2 separate regions of the Mus musculus genome follow, and region 1 is linked to region 2. Evidence: chromatin contacts called from public HiChIP or PLAC-seq data. All regions are on one chromosome and are shown on one strand. Each heading gives the region's core, a stretch centred on a gene start, on an enhancer-like site or on the middle of the called end of the contact. The rest is flanking DNA. Distances are from core to core; before and after follow the strand shown. Region 1 overlaps Slc25a54 (solute carrier family 25, member 54). Region 2 overlaps Aknad1 (AKNA domain containing 1).

Region 1 (4,355 bases), core at 1,450-3,949, 350 kb after region 2:
GTGTCTATATGTGGGCTGGGTCATATGGCTATTAGTGGCCACACTTATGCAAATCTATAATGAAAAGGAGCAGACTGAGCGAGGAAAGTTACAAAAATGTACAATTTAAGGAGAAAGGAGGCATCAAGAAGTGGAATGGAGCTAAATCCTGTGTTCAGGGAGATAAACAGATTAAAGAAAATTCTGACATTTAATAGAAAAAAAGCAGTGGTGACCTCAGAGCAAGATCCTACCCAGCTAAGCTTTTAGTTGTGAAAAGGAATTAAAGAAAAGCTTAGAGCCAGATGTGATGTTGCAATGCCTTTAATCCCAGTACTCTAGAAGCAGAGGCTGGCAGATCTCTTGAGTTTGAGGCCAGCCTGGTCTACAGATTGAGTTTCAAGACAGCCAAGCTTAGGTAGTGAAGGAAACTGTTAAGCTGGTAAAGATGGAATTGAACAAGGAGGCCATGTTGCAGCCCCAGCAAGCAGCAGAACTTGGCAGCTTTGGCCATGTGGTTCTGTCTTTAGAGTCAAGGATAGAAGAAAGGGGTTATGGAATCTCCCTCTGAGACTAAGGGAAACCACTGAAGCCAGGCATGTGGCAGGGATGTTCCTACATGGAGGCCTAGAGAGGCCATTGTGTGAAGCTGTGAAGGTGAAGCCTGGATTGCCTTGGAGAGACTCCCAAGATGTTGGAGAAGCCGAGGCTGTGGGATATCTGCTTAGGAAGATGCTAATGCGGAGTGGAACCAGCCCAAAAGAAAGTGTGTGTTGAAGACAATATCCATAGAAGGAGTTGGAGGTCTGAAGACCATTTTGACATCTGACATGGAGACACAATGTTTGGAGTTTGGCCAGCAGTTTTCAATCTTACATTAGTCCAGTATTTCCTCACTGTGCTCCTTTTGGAACTGAAATATACACCTTGTGCCTGGAAGTATGTGATGCGTTTTGATTTTGATTTTATAGGGGATTGCAGTTAAGAGATTGTATGGATTTCCAAAGAGATGTTGAACTTTGGACTTTTAAACAAGTTTTCGGTTGTTATAAACTATGGGAACTTTTTAAAGTTGTACTAAATGCATTTTGCATTATGATATGGCTACAAGCCTATAGGGGCTTTATATAGCCTATAGGGCTACAGAGTGGACTGTGGGTATTACGCTATTGATGTATAGCATCATTCTGTATATGAGTATCCTGGGAAATGATTTCCATTTCTATAAGCTCTCATTATCTTTGGGCTAGATTGATATGTAAATATTAAATACTGAGTTATACTTTTTTTTTAATTTGTAGTCATGCTGGAAAAGGAAACAGTGCGCATGATGCAGCTCATTCAGGAAATATACACTAAAGAAGGGAAGAAGGGATTTTTCAGGGGCTTCACCCCTAATGTCCTCAAGCTGCTTCCTGCAGTGGGCATTGGCAGTGTGGCTCACGAACTAGTGAAAAGGCTTTTTGGATTAATCTAGAAGTGGAATACCAAACTGTCATCATTGCCATCATCACCAAGGTATCAGATCACACCTGGGCTAGATGGTGATCTTGCTTCTTCCTAAAAAGAAAAAGCATCAAATACTTGTACAAAATTACTTTGTCTTTGTCTATTGTAAGATATGCAAATTAAATGGTAGTTTTGGTAAAATTATTCCATACCTTAAAATCCCTTATTATTCACAGAATTCTTATTTTACATTTCCTGTTACCTTTTACAAAATCCTAAAGTAGTTTTTGATTCGATGGTGTAATGCATTCCTAATTACATTAGGAAACACTTGGTAGGCTACATAAGAGTTTTTGGTTAGAAATCTTTTTAAAGTTAAGCCTGAACATGTTTTACACAGTAAAGCAGAATTCAGTGCACTTAAACTTGATGTTATAGTTAATTTCTTCAGCAAAATAGACAAGCCACTTCATAATTCCATTTAGAGTATTATGAGCCACTTCCCTTGCTAGTCCTATGTCCCCTTCAGTTTCTGTACATCTGATCCCCCTCACCCCATGAAGATGGTTTTATCTTTCTAGACATCTTTGAAGACAAGAGCTACCTCCTTTCCCTCACCTGGGGGAAGTCCTGTATGCAGTTTCCACAAACTCTGGAGTGATTTGCTCAACAGCTTCTCTTTCCTTCCATGATGAGGAAAGCTGGCTAACATTTTTTAACTGTTTCTGTTTTTGCACTTATTTCAGCCCTCTCAGGTAATCTGACTGAAGCTGGCTGGTGGAGCTGGAGGTGGGGCAGCTGCCTCCTCCTGGGCAAGCAGGGAGCCAAGTGTGTGACTCAGAGCAGGTTATCTCTAAAGCTCCTCTTCTGAGTCATTACTTTTTATTTGCAGTGTGAATGGGAGCTACAAGAGTCATGAAATTGACTGAGCAATAATGCTAATATTATAATATAACAATAGCCTAATATCTCACTGTTACAATGAGATGACTATTGTCAGAACTCTGTTAATAGTTCTGTATTAACTTTTTTACTTCATTAGCAAATATCAAGTGAACAAGATGAGCATTTCCTCTGTGTCATTTTAATACATTATACTATGCATTGTGATTACATTCAACAACAAACTCTGGTTAAAAAGTGAGCAAAGGACTTGGATAGACATTTCTCCAAAGAGAATATACAAATGACACAGATAAGCAAAGAAAATCTGTTTGGCTTTCCTGATCACAGTGGCTATTGTTAAGAAACCAGCAAGTGCTGGCGAGGTCTTGGAGAAACTGGAATCCCGTGTACTGTTGACAGAGCACAGTGCCATGGAGAGGAGTCCCTCAGCAGACCTCATACAACCAAAAGTAGAGTGATTGTATGACCCAGCAACTTACACTGTTTCAAAAACAATTCAGAGCAGGGTCTCAAGGAGCAGTGTGCTCGTCTCTGCTCATATCAGCATTGCTTGCAACAACCAAAATGTGCAAGCAAGCTGAAAGTTCATCTACACGTGAATAAACTATGGTATATGCATACAATGGAATGCTATTTCTCCTTTGAAAGAAAATCCCGATGCACATTACATATGGATGAACCTGGATGATGTTGCCTTAAGGGAAATGAACTAGTCATAAAGATAAACATACGAGGTGCCCTAGAGTGCTTAGACTCATAGAGGCAGGTGGAATGGTGGCTGCCAGTGGCTTGGGAGGGAAAGGTGGCAACTGGAAGTACAGATGGTTGTGATCTGTCATGTAGGTGGTGGGTACCAAACCCAGGTCCTCTGGGAGAGCAGCCAGTGCTCTTTACTGCTAAGTCATATCTCCAGTCCCATCCCAAATTTCTTATAGTGTCAGAAGCCTTTTGAAATGATCATGTTGTTTTCTGTCTCCCTGGACTCGAACACAGACTCCATGAACCAGCTAGGTTTTTTCCTTGTCATCTGTGCTATTTGGAGGTCTCTAGGTGGCACATAGCAGGCATTCAATGAATATTTAATAGTTGAACGAGCAACATATATAAGAAGGAACATCTGTCTACTCTTGTTTTGTATTTGGTGGAGGGCAAGGGTTTTTTTTATACCACCTCTTGTTACTAGTCTTTTTTCAACCTTCATTCTGGCCCTTCTTCCTTGAACATTGACTATTACAATATAGTACCCAACTCTAAGATAATTCAGGGAAGTCATCTGTATAAAATAATTAATGTTATTGTAGCTTCCCTGCCATGTTTTGAGTGTTCTTGTGTGTGTGTTCATATGGGTGGGTGTACAAGTGGAGCCAGGAGGCTCCGTACCTCACACACATAAACAAGTGCCAAGATATGTGCATGGAGGTCAGAGGTCACTTGCCGGGGATCAGTTCTTTCTCAGCCTGTGGGTCCCAAAGGTTGAACTCAGGTCAACAGGGTTAACAACAGGTATCTTTACCTTGCTGAGCCATATCCCTCTACCTTATTTATTTTTTTTTTTTTTGAGACAGTGTCTCCCATAAACCTGAAGTTTGCCTATTCAGGCAAGATTGTTTGGGAAGCAAGCTCTAGAGATCCCTGTCTTTGCTTTTACAGTGCTGGGATTACAAGTGTGCCCTGCCATGTCCATTTTGTTTGTTTTTTGTTTAAGATGTAGGTGCTAGGGGATTGAACTCAGGTCCTCATGCTTGCGAAGCGACCATTTTTACTGACTGAGACCTCTTCCCAGCTCTCCCCACCCCAATCCTGTATTGCACTGTAACCTAACGTAAGTGGGGAACCTTTCTAGGAGCTCCATGCTCAGTAGCTCAACATCTATCACTGTCCTGTGTTGTAATTAAACTCTAGCTAAGAGTTTTGACTTCCTCCAGCCTGTGGTCACGTCTATCATTGTTTGTGGCTTAAACATCCTTGACTACTCCCAGTGGAACTCTGAACTGTATTTGCTTTGAACTTTCTCTCCTGCT
Region 2 (4,406 bases), core at 705-3,204:
CACCTCCAAGGAGCTCAGTGAACTGGCCCTGAAGATGTGAGTCCTCTCCCAATGCCTCCCACCACTTGGTGTCAAGCCTAACATAGGCTGGGGTCAGGGTGGGGAATCGCCTCCATCTGGCCACACAGCCCAGAGGCAGAGGGCAAGAGTCCCACACAGCAAAGAATGACAAAGGTCGAGTAGCTGCAGGGCGCTCACACAATGGTGTCTCATAGGTGGCTCCTTCCACAGGGTGAGGAGCATGGATTTAAATTCCATGGGACTTCCCCCAGCTGGAGAAGGAAATTCAGAATTGTTAACATACACTGTCCTTTCTTCTCTTTTATTGAAAAACAAACAAACAAATAAACAAACAAGCCCAGTTATTTACCAAAATAGGCCAAGTGTGGCTGTAGCTGCCCAGGGTTGAACTGGTCAAATGGCCATCGGGCTGCTGTGGTCCTGAGAGTATCACCTGGAAACTTCCTGTTGCCAGGCCTGTGGTGCATGCCGGCTACTCCGGGGGCCGAAGCAGATGGGTCTCAAATCCAAGGTCTGCCCAGTTTGCAGTGTGAGTTTTGGAGCAGCCAGGGCAGCTTCATGAGCACCTGATTCAAGATTGTTAACAACTGGAGAAGACTCGGGATGTGGTTTAGGAGTGGAGCAGAGTTAGCACGCAGGGGACCCAGGTTCGACCCCAGTGCTCAACCCTCAAATCCCAAAACCCTTTGAGGAATACAACAGCGGACATTAAAATGGTCAAGTTCACCCAGCTCACTTGTTTTCCTTTCCCTCTTCCTTCCTTCACAGTCCTCTTTCTCCCTTTCCATCCTCTTTTCCTTCCTTCCTTCCTTCCTTCTTCCTTCCTTCCTTCCTTCCTCCCTTCTGTCATTTCTTTAGGTTTTGTTTTGTTTTGTTTTTGCTAGGCATTGATCTCCAGGTCTGTCTCTGCATTCTAAATTCAGTTCACCACTGAGCCCTTCCTCTGCCACAGGCCTGGTGCACAAACTGGTGTTAGAGGCAGTGCTGCTGCTATAGCTGTTTCCCACCCTTTCAGTTCTGGAGAGGATTTGCAGGTCCTGGAGAGGACCTAGACCAGGGCTTCCCAAGTTCTCTGTACCTGATCTTATTGAAATGTGGGCATTGATGCAATAGGTCTGTGTGAGCCCATGCCTCTGCAGTTACAGCAAGCTCCTAGGTGGTACCAACTGTTGCTGGTTCCCACCTGGGGATGACCATTTGAGTAGCAAAGGTCTAGGGGTTATTTCCTTGTGAATGAATTGGAAATTCCTGGATTTGTATCATGATTGGGTGTCTATTGCTGTGATAAAGACCCCATGATCAGAAGCAACGGGAGAAGGAGAGGGTTTGTTTCACTTCACAGGCTGCAGTCCATCATTGAGGGAAGTCAGGGCAGGAACAAACGCAGAGACAAGGGAGGAATGCTGCTTACTGGCTTGCTCTTCATGGGCTACCCAGCTTTATAATATATATATATATATATATATATATATATATATATATATATCTTAGAATCACATCTTAGTGTTGTAGGGAGGGTGCACACAGAACCTTCTCATGAAGTAAGTAGCTCCAGTGTGCAGGACTCACCCCTACACAGGAATGCCCGCTTTCCTACCTCAGTCCATCCAATTGTCTTTTCCTCCCAACCTTTGCCAAGCTGGGACATAAAACCTGGCATCTCCCTGTTCATTTTTTGACTGTTTGTGAAGTTCACCAGTGTCCATTTGTTTATTGGCTATTCACACTTTCTCTTGGACACCAACCCTGTACCTACATTCGTAACACCGAAACCTCAGCTACTGATAGTGTTTTAAAAGGCAGATAGTTAAGAAAATAGGAACCGTGTGTAATGCTGGTGTGGAAATCTTTATTCTGTTCAGCGCTCTGACAAAGAAAGCACAACTGGGGTCAAGAGCACGTGCTCATGAGTCACGCACTATAGGGTCAGCAGCTTTGCCCTCTGTGACTGACTTTGTGACAGTCTCTGTGTTAGTTGTATTTACCATTAGAGCTGGAGTCCAGAGTCACAGAGAGTCACAGAGAAGGCTGTATGAGAAGCATCGGGAACACAGTGGGAAATCAAACACTGTAGCTGTCTCCACCAAAGAAAAAATGACAACACTGAAGCCCTTCAAAAAAAAAAAAAAATTGAATGAGCAAATAGGATGTGAACTAAAAAGTTGTAAGTAGGAAAGAAAACCAAAATATGACCATAAGCGAAGTATTCACCTCCTTTGGTTCTAGAAAAGATGCTAAGCAACATGACTCCCCCGCCCACACACACGTTAGGTGAGCGAAAACATTTTTGAGTGATAATTCTTGGTGCGAGAACCGTGTGGTCTAGTTGAGTCACCCACATCGTTGGCAGCTGTGTAAGCCAATCGAGAAACGTGCAGAAAGCTGTCTGGCAAAATGTGTCATCACACAAACACACTCAAAACCTTTGGCCCAGATGTTTCCTCAGGAAGTAATTCAGAATGTGGAAAAACCTACATGGCCAGTAAGGCTTGGGCCAGCATTGTTTATAGTGGTGGAAAAGGGACATTGATGTTCTGTTTACATGAAAGGATAAGGCCACGGTCAAACTACATGGCAGTCAAACTGCTGTGCCGTTGTATGTGTTAACAGTGTTTCCGTGCGTTTCCAGCATTTATGATACAAGTAGCCCCCAGATCTTGTATTAATTCATGATGGATAAATTTCTTTGGAAAACAAACAAACAAACAAACAAACAAACAAAAATCAGCTCTTGATCACTGGAGTAGCCAGTGGTCAGATTGGTTTAAAACTTAATCTTCTAGAGGCTGGAAGATAGCTCAGTAGGTAAACATGCTAATTATGTAAACCTGGCCACTCAAATTTGACCCCTGGAGCCCATGTGAAACCTCAGATGTCATGGCTTTCCTTCAGAGAGATGGGAGGTAGGGACAGGAGAGTGGCCTGGGTAGGGTGGCTAGCCTGGACTACACAGGGCATCCACAGAAACAAGAGAGACCTGTCTCTGCAAGGTGGAAAGTGGGTGGGTTGGGACACTTGCACCTTGTCTTCAGACCTCGACACATGCACTGTGGCATGTGACACACACACACACACACACACACACACACACACGCCTGTAAATGCTAGGGATACAGACCTCTGCAGCCATGCCGTGCATTTGGTAGGAGTTTGTTTGGGGACTCGAACTCAGACCCTCATGCTTGTACAAGAAGTATTCTTACCATCCGAGCCATCTCCCCAGCCCGGGAAAGACTGTTGCTCACCATGGATAGCAGTGCAAGTGAGATCAAGTCTTCAGTGTGAGCAGAAATACCCACGATGGGCAATGTTCAACTGAAGAGCATGTTGCAGGTGCTGAGGGGTACGCCTCCTTAGGGCAATGCTCATCAGAATCACCTGGGACACTTTAAAGCATGGCTCCTACCGAACTAGCCCCTCCTAGCAACTCTGGCATGGTAGGCGGGGTGAGTCGTGTTCGTTATTTTCAAAACTGCAAGGATGTTGATGCTCTCTGCAGTAAAGAACCAGCAATGGCAGATTTTCATGGTGAGGGAGCCCAGTCCCTTGATGCAGGCCTCAGTAGCTAACCAATGGCTTGGCATAGCTAGCATCCACTCTCACTGGAATTATGAACCCACCACGGCCTCCTACCCATCCTCAAGAAGCCCCACCCACCAAGGAGTGGGCATCAGGAAGCACAGTGGGGATGGTATGCCACCATCTTTGTAAAGGCCTGCTTTCCTCCGGCACTGTTAAGATTCTCCTGGGCCACAAAGCACACACAGCTCAGGATGAGGTCAGACCTGGATGACCTGGCCACATCAGGACCAGAGACAACTGCCAGGCAGCTCTTCCAGACAGGAAGCAGAGCCCACACTGAGCTCACTTTCCAAGTCCTCCACCCTTCACCCCAGGATGAACAGATTTGGGGTGTTGTAGGGATTTTCTTTTGTTGCAAGGATCAAACAAATCCATGCTATGCAAGGGTTCTGCCACAGAGCTATAGCCCTACCCCAGAAGGAGGCCGGTCAGCCTTCCAGTTCATCAGGGAACCCTGTCTCAAGGCAATAAGGTAAACAGCAGTCGCCTCTGTCGGTCAGTGTGTGCATTGACATACTCCTTCATCACACACACACACACACACACACACACACACACACACACACACACACACACAGAGTCTTTCCTACTGGGTCTCATCGAAAGCAAGCTCCATTCCTCTTCTCTAGACAGATCTTTGAATTCATAAGGAAAAAATCAAAAATCCTCTGGCATTAACAAGCTGTAAGCTATAAAACCCTAAAGAGAAGTCAGTACCGCTTTGAAACACCCCTTGAAACAACAGCTGGCTTCCGAGGTGGTTGCGGGACATTTGTTTGTAGCTCCTATCAGTTAGGAGAGGC

What was found. HiChIP or PLAC-seq counts read pairs in DNA pulled down with a chosen protein or histone mark.
Region 1: a contact with region 2 is called in an HNF4G HiChIP or PLAC-seq map of pancreatic cancer cells. The contact joins two enhancer-like sites. A contact is called at or near these places in 1 of 484 Hi-C or Micro-C datasets (bone marrow-derived macrophages) and 1 of 115 datasets of contacts at active chromatin or transcription factors (pancreatic cancer cells).

Annotation. Positions count from the first base shown.
Region 1 is chr3:109,115,057-109,119,411 of GRCm38.p6, forward strand. Slc25a54 (solute carrier family 25, member 54) reads left to right here. Exons shown (of 10, transcript NM_029054.1): 10 at 1,281-1,526. The coding sequence ends at 1,456. Among named protein-coding and RNA genes, the nearest start is that of Gm19391, 5.8 kb to the right of the region's middle. Within about 2 kb of position 2,700, at least 5 of the 459 cell types and tissues checked have an H3K27ac peak or open chromatin away from gene starts, as enhancers often do. A contact at or near this core is called in pancreatic cancer cells, where this site is marked.
Region 2 is chr3:108,765,202-108,769,607 of GRCm38.p6, forward strand. It overlaps Aknad1 (AKNA domain containing 1), which reads left to right. Exons shown (of 12, transcript NM_177859.3): 6 at 1-36. Among named protein-coding and RNA genes, the nearest start is that of Aknad1, 28 kb to the left of the region's middle. Within about 2 kb of position 1,955, at least 37 of the 459 cell types and tissues checked have an H3K27ac peak or open chromatin away from gene starts, as enhancers often do. A contact at or near this core is called in pancreatic cancer cells, where this site is marked.